2 separate regions of the Mus musculus genome follow, and region 2 is linked to region 1. A link is a contact called in public HiChIP or PLAC-seq data. All regions are on one chromosome and are shown on one strand. The core of a region is the stretch at or near the end of the contact, and the rest is flanking DNA. Distances in the headings are between cores, read along the strand shown.

Evidence for each region. HiChIP or PLAC-seq counts read pairs in DNA pulled down with a chosen protein or histone mark.
Region 2: a contact with region 1 is called in an H3K27ac HiChIP or PLAC-seq map of regulatory T cells, with 19 times the contacts expected there. The contact joins the promoter of H2bc4 here to the promoter of Pom121l2 in region 1. A contact is called at or near these places in 6 of 39 promoter capture datasets (cranial neural crest, hippocampal neurons, liver and 2 more), 2 of 484 Hi-C or Micro-C datasets (muscle stem cells and uterus), 3 of 115 datasets of contacts at active chromatin or transcription factors (astrocytes, microglia and regulatory T cells) and 1 of 9 other capture datasets (adipose tissue).

Annotation. Positions count from the first base shown.
Region 1 is chr13:21,979,319-21,982,591 of GRCm38.p6, forward strand. Pom121l2 (POM121 membrane glycoprotein-like 2 (rat)) reads left to right here and starts at 1,863. Exons shown (of 1, transcript NM_001162928.1): 1 at 1,863-3,273. The coding sequence starts at 2,243.
Region 2 is chr13:23,682,858-23,685,823 of GRCm38.p6, forward strand. It overlaps H2bc4 (H2B clustered histone 4), which reads left to right and starts at 1,342. Exons shown (of 2, transcript NM_023422.3): 1 at 1,342-1,764. The coding sequence starts at 1,375. The coding sequence ends at 1,755. H2ac6 (H2A clustered histone 6) reads right to left here and starts at 1,102. Exons shown (of 1, transcript NM_178189.5): 1 at 616-1,102. The coding sequence starts at 1,060. The coding sequence ends at 668.

The DNA of each region.
Region 1 (3,273 bases), core at 613-3,112:
AGGGAGCTCACCTGCCCACTTTACCACTTCCTGCATGGTTTCTGCCACCTGGCCTTTTCGTTTATAAGAAGGAACCCTGACTCTGCCCCGTGGGATTGCTTCTCCTCTGAGCCTCTGCTATGCTCTTCTGTGTTCCTTAGTTAAACTTCTTAGCCCCAACAGTCTGCTTCAGTGTCCCCTTGAATCCTATACCCAATCTCTAACTTTGCTTCACACTGGCCTGGCCTGAAATTCTTTTCTGTGGTGAAGACAAAGATTCAGCCTTACCTGGATGGAGGTCTCTGAAAGGGAACTGTTGGCTTGGCCATGGGGTTTTGTTTGTTTGTTTGTTTGTTTTTGTTTTTGCCCCTGCCTTTGCTGGAAATAGACTCAGCATTAAGATAGTACACAGACTTCTAAACTGGCTCTCATGACTTCAACTCTTTCCTGGCCATTGTTGTTCAGTTTGGTTCTTTTAAGACAGGTCGATAAAAAATCCCAATAGTCAATTTTTACTACTTAAAAAATAACAACAATTGGGCAATGGTGCACACCTTTTATCCCAGCACTCAGAAGGCAGAGGTAGGTAGGTCTCTGTGAGTTCAAGGCCAGCCTGGTCAACATAGAGTGAGTTCTAGGACATCCAGGGCTACATAGAGAAACTCTGTCTCAAAAACAAAACAAAACAAAACAACCAAAAACCAAAACCAAAACCAAACCAAACCAACCAAACAAAAACAAAACAAAAGATAACAACAATAGCACACAAATCATTATACTGTTACCTTTCTGTCCTCTCCTTTATTCTTCCTTCTGCCCCAGTCTTAAGCAACCAGCAATCATTCCTGTGGATTTGCAAACTCTGTTTTGTTACATGTGTGGTGAACTCCCACAATTGAATGATTTTCTCAGCATACATTGTAAACGTATGTCCCATTCAGTCATCCTCACTCAAATTTTAGTTCACCTCCTTCCCCAGTTTCTCTATGCAACCACCTCCTGGGGACACTTAATAGCTGGATACAGCCCTATTTATTCCTACCCTCCTTACATGCTAGGGGCATCTCAGTGTGAACTTCTAGAACTGTTTCACATTTGTAGATAGATGCTCTATTGTTGAGACATAGAAGTTTCTACTTTCTATATTTCCTGAATGTCTTACAGTAGCTCTGTGTATGTGTGGGGTACTTTCGTGTGCTCATGGAGAGTCTCTCCACCTTACTTAAAATTTTAAAAATTACATTTCGTGTATACAGTGTGTATGTATACACAGTATGTATGTATATACAGTGTGTATGTATACACACACACACACACACACACACACACACACACACACACGCTATTGCTATATTGTGTATTTGGAGCTCAGCGGACAGCTTATGGGAGTTAGCTCACTCCTTCCACCAAGTGCATGCTCAGACTTGGCCATCTTGCTTGTCAATACTGTTTTGAGAAAGTGCTTGGTTAGCTACTTGTTTTGTTTTGGGTGAAATGTAAGATTCTAGCTCATGGCCAGGCAGAGTTCTTTGATACTTTGGTCCACTGGCCAGCATAGGGGTGTAGAGTGAAACTTTCTGTATCCCCCTAAGAAGTCAGTTTTACCTTCAACTTCTATCAACTTGTTTAACACACTAATTCTGCAAGTGAATAGAGGTTTGGTCGGGAAGAGGAGCTCCAAGTGTCTTCTAAATAGACCCTTTCCCGCCAGGGTGCAAGGTTACAAATCCTGACTTTATCCCCTGAAGGTATGATGCTGGGTTTGGCCATGAGGAGGCTCTGATAGAACTCACAGACATTACCTCAGCTGGCTGCTGCCTTTCCCATTGACAAGTCACAATGCCCTATAGCCTGCCTAAACAGTTCCATCTTCCTCTGGTCCTGTGCCCTCTCGAGCACACCCACTCGTTCCCTCGTACGTTCACTCGTACGATGAAGGGATTCAAATCACCCAGAGTCGCTTCCAGCTCAGAGTTTGGGGAACTGGGACGCGCACCAATGCGCATCCAGGTCCAAGGCCGGGTCCTGCCTGGATGCTAGACACCGAGCCCCCATGAGCTCTGCCAGTGTGGTGCTCAGACCGCAGATCCCAGAGCGGGCTGACGTGGTTGCCGTGGCCCGCGTGTCGCCAGCTCCCCAGTTCCCTCGCGCTTTTCTGGCGCTCGTGGCCCAACCGTCACTCGAGCAGCGGATGCTTGGATTCGGCCGCCTCCGCCGAGGTTGAAACGGGGCTAGAAGTCACCGCCCGTCCGCGCCTCTCAGCATGGGCAGCTACCTGGGCAAAGCGGGGTCCTCGCCGCGGTCCCCAGCACAGGGGCGCGCAGACTCAGGGGAGAAGCCTGCGAGCCGCCGACCCGCTAGGCCCCTCTACCAGGTCCACCGGGTGCAGCATGTCCACCGCGCCCAGCCCGCTCGGAGACACAGGCCGGCCCGGAGGCCGCCCAACTGGGATCCCGCCAACCCTACCGCTTTCGTCAGTGAGGCCTGGAGGCGCTTCCCCATGAAGAGGCCACAGAACCCCATCATGGGCTCTCTTCCTTCAGACTGGTGGGAAAGTTACCTGAAGCGTAATATTTGGTCCCTTCGTCACCCTCGGGCCACATGGAGTCCGGTGACAGTCAAGATCTCGCCTCCTGAGCGGAGACCACGGCCCTTGTTCCCGGTCTCAAGAGTGGTGAACTCCGCGGGACCTTCAGAGGAGCCACCAGGGCCCTGTGGAAAGGACCCGGTGCTGAGGGCCCTCCTCCAGTGCAGGAAGGGCAGAGCCAGGTGGGAAGAGCCACTGTTCCCGGACACCTCCGACAGCCAAAGGCATTCGGCCTCCGTATGGTCCGCCTTTAAGCCCCTGTTGAAAAGTGGGGCCACTGTTTCGTTTGTGGCCAGGCCTGGGTCTCTGAAAAGGAGACCCCATGTCCAGAGCTCAGATGATAAATGTAAGAGATCCGGTTGCTTCTCTGGGGCCCTTGTGGCCAGCATACATACCCAAGGCCCCCCCAGCACAAAAAGAAATGCTATTACCAGTTCTTACAGTTCTTCTAGAGAGCTCTCAGGATCTTGGAAGAGACATTTTCTCAGGACATTAGTCCAGACTCCAGAATGGCCATTGAAAAAAGCAGGAGAGAGTCCTAATTCTCACCTCTCAGTCACACCCAGCAGCTCTGGACAGCTAAATGGAGAGATTCCTCTACTGCAGTCTGGCCCTAGGGACCTGCTAACTATACCTTGCCAGCAAGGTCCTGTTGTCACTGAAGAGGACCCAACATTAGAGGGGCAAGCTGTGCCGAGCAACCAAAC
Region 2 (2,966 bases), core at 92-2,591, 1.7 Mb after region 1:
TGTGCATTGCCTTTATTCTCAGCCCTCCATAAACAGAGGCAGGCAAATATCTAAGTTCAAGGACAGCCAGGGCTATACAGAGAAACCCTGTCTCTAAAAGCAAGCCAGCCAGCCAGCCGGCCAGCCAAGCCAGCCAAGAACAGATTCGAAATCTGGGAACAACCAAGGAGCTTGCTTTAAAATGTAAAATTTTTGTAAAAATGGATAACGTTGGTAATTCATAAGAACTCCATGACTACCTGCATGTGAGTTAGAATGAGCTGCCATCATCAGAGAAACTCCTGCAGCAGATGAGGACAAACACAGACTCATGGTCGGACATAACGGAGTAGGTGGTAGGCTTATAGTACTAAAAACATACAACCTTCAGCTGGCTTACATTGACAAACATTAGTATTCGGCTTAGACCAGAAGTTCTGAGACCTTTGACTTTAAGCTGCCCAATCTATCAAATTCTAGGGGGTACTACCAATCTTAATAAAGTTTACTCTACAAAAATACTCCCAAGTAATTAAAACTGTTAACAATCAAGACCAGTCGTTACTATCTAGAGCCCACCAGATTAGGGTAGAAATTATCAATAGAGTATCCTGTTCAACTCTTCTTTTGAAAAAGTGGGGGCTCTGAAAAGAGCCTTTGGGTTTGAAGTTTCCGCAGATTCTGTTGCTTATTTCCCCTTGGCCTTGTGGTGGCTCTCGGTCTTCTTGGGCAGCAGCACGGCCTGGATGTTGGGCAGGACGCCGCCCTGCGCGATGGTCACGCGGCCCAGCAGCTTGTTGAGCTCCTCGTCGTTGCGGATGGCCAGCTGCAGGTGGCGCGGGATGATGCGCGTCTTCTTGTTGTCGCGGGCCGCGTTGCCCGCCAGCTCCAGGATCTCGGCCGTCAGGTACTCCAGCACGGCCGCCAGGTAGACCGGGGCGCCGGCGCCCACGCGCTCCGAGTAGTTACCCTTGCGGAGCAGCCGGTGCACGCGGCCCACGGGGAACTGCAGGCCGGCCCGGGAGGAGCGGGTCTTGGCCTTGGCGCGAGCCTTGCCGCCCTGCTTACCACGTCCAGACATAGTAATAGTGCTGTGTAAGTAACAGAACAGTAAAAACAAGTTACCAAGACTGTACAGACGCGGCAGCTTTTATAGTAGGTTCCTGGGTAGTAAACGCTACTACTTGATTGGTTACAAGTGAGCTCATTGATATAGCCAATAGAAAATCTGCTTCTGGAAACTTCATTTGCATAATCCCACCCATGAACCCACTACTTTTTCTTCTTCCAATTAGCTGAGACTGGTTCGAAATCCTTCATTAGCATAAACGCCCTATAAGTAGGAGAAGTCCGTTCCCAGCCCACACTGAGGTTCCTGTGTTTGGAAATCCGAAGATGCCTGAGCCTGCGAAGTCCGCTCCCGCCCCGAAGAAGGGCTCCAAGAAGGCCGTGACCAAGGCCCAGAAGAAGGACGGCAAGAAGCGCAAGCGCAGCCGCAAGGAGAGCTACTCGGTGTACGTGTACAAGGTGCTGAAGCAAGTGCACCCCGACACCGGCATCTCCTCCAAGGCCATGGGCATCATGAACTCGTTCGTGAACGACATCTTCGAGCGCATCGCGGGCGAGGCGTCCCGCCTGGCGCATTACAACAAGCGCTCGACCATCACGTCCCGGGAGATCCAGACGGCCGTGCGCCTGCTGCTGCCCGGGGAGCTGGCCAAGCACGCGGTGTCGGAGGGCACCAAGGCCGTCACCAAGTACACCAGCTCCAAGTGATCCTGCCAAGTAAGCCTCCGTAGCGAATTCCAAAGGCTCTTTTCAGAGCCACCCACTTTCTCAAAGAGAGAGCTGTGGTAGAACAGTGCGTTCAGTTTTACCCAGAAGCAGATGACAGGTGCTTATAAATCTTAAAGGCAGTGGGATACTTTTAGCTTAATTTCAGTCTTGGTTACATTTAGCTACAACCATTTTGTTGGGAGAAAAAAAAAAAGCCTTGCAAACGTCACTTCCGGTGAGGCGGACTTGAGTCCATCAGAACAAAGTTGTAGGACAGGAGTGACAGACTTTGAAGAGGATAATTGTTGCCATTAGGAAGTTTGTCTTTTATAAGTTGTAGGTTTTACTTTGGAAAGAAGTGGCTCCAAGACTGATGTTAAACATGAGGGGTCTGTAACAAAGGACAGGCTTTTCATTTGTAGATTTAATATCAGATTACCGAGCTATCTAGCATGAAATCTTAGACCAGTATCTTGGTAGAGTATTCTAAAATATGACCTGGAATTGTCAAACTTACGGCATTGAAGTTCTGGTAAAAGACGGAACTGAATTGTTCAAATGCAAATGCAAATGTATCACTTTACCGTACTTTGGCCATACTAAATTTTCATAGTCCAAGTGACGTGAAAGTTTAGAGAAATGAGAAGATCCGAAGCAAGCAGTGGGGAGAGGCTGAACTGGAAGGACTTAATGCAAGAAATCCCAAAACGAACGCCGTTGCTGTGTCTGTTGACTTAACAATTCAAAATATAAGGACTTCAGAGTCATTAGCGGAGTTTAGTCCTCTGCTTGTCCAAATGAAAGGCGAATATTTCCATCACCCTAGTTGCCCCCTGAACAAACTTGGCCATAAATACTGGCTCGCTTCTTCCGGCCCCACTTATCTAAGCCTTTGTCTTGCCTGTTCGAAGAAACAGTACACTTGCTCTCTTCCCCACAGAAGTTAACAGCATGCTATCATCTACATCATTTATTTCTAGAAGCTGTGCCTAGATATGGTTTAGGATTACATTATGAGCTAGCAGTGTGGGGAACCTTTTCAGCCTTCTGCCGCCTTATGTCTCCTTAGTGCTGCAGCTTTGTTCTTGCACAACTCTCCTTTTTCTGGTTCGCATTTGGTTGAATTGTTGCCAAAATCCACAAATCAGGCTCAGAAGTGTATAAAAGGCTCCAGGGTTGAAGTAGATTGATACTTTTCATTTGACCAGCAA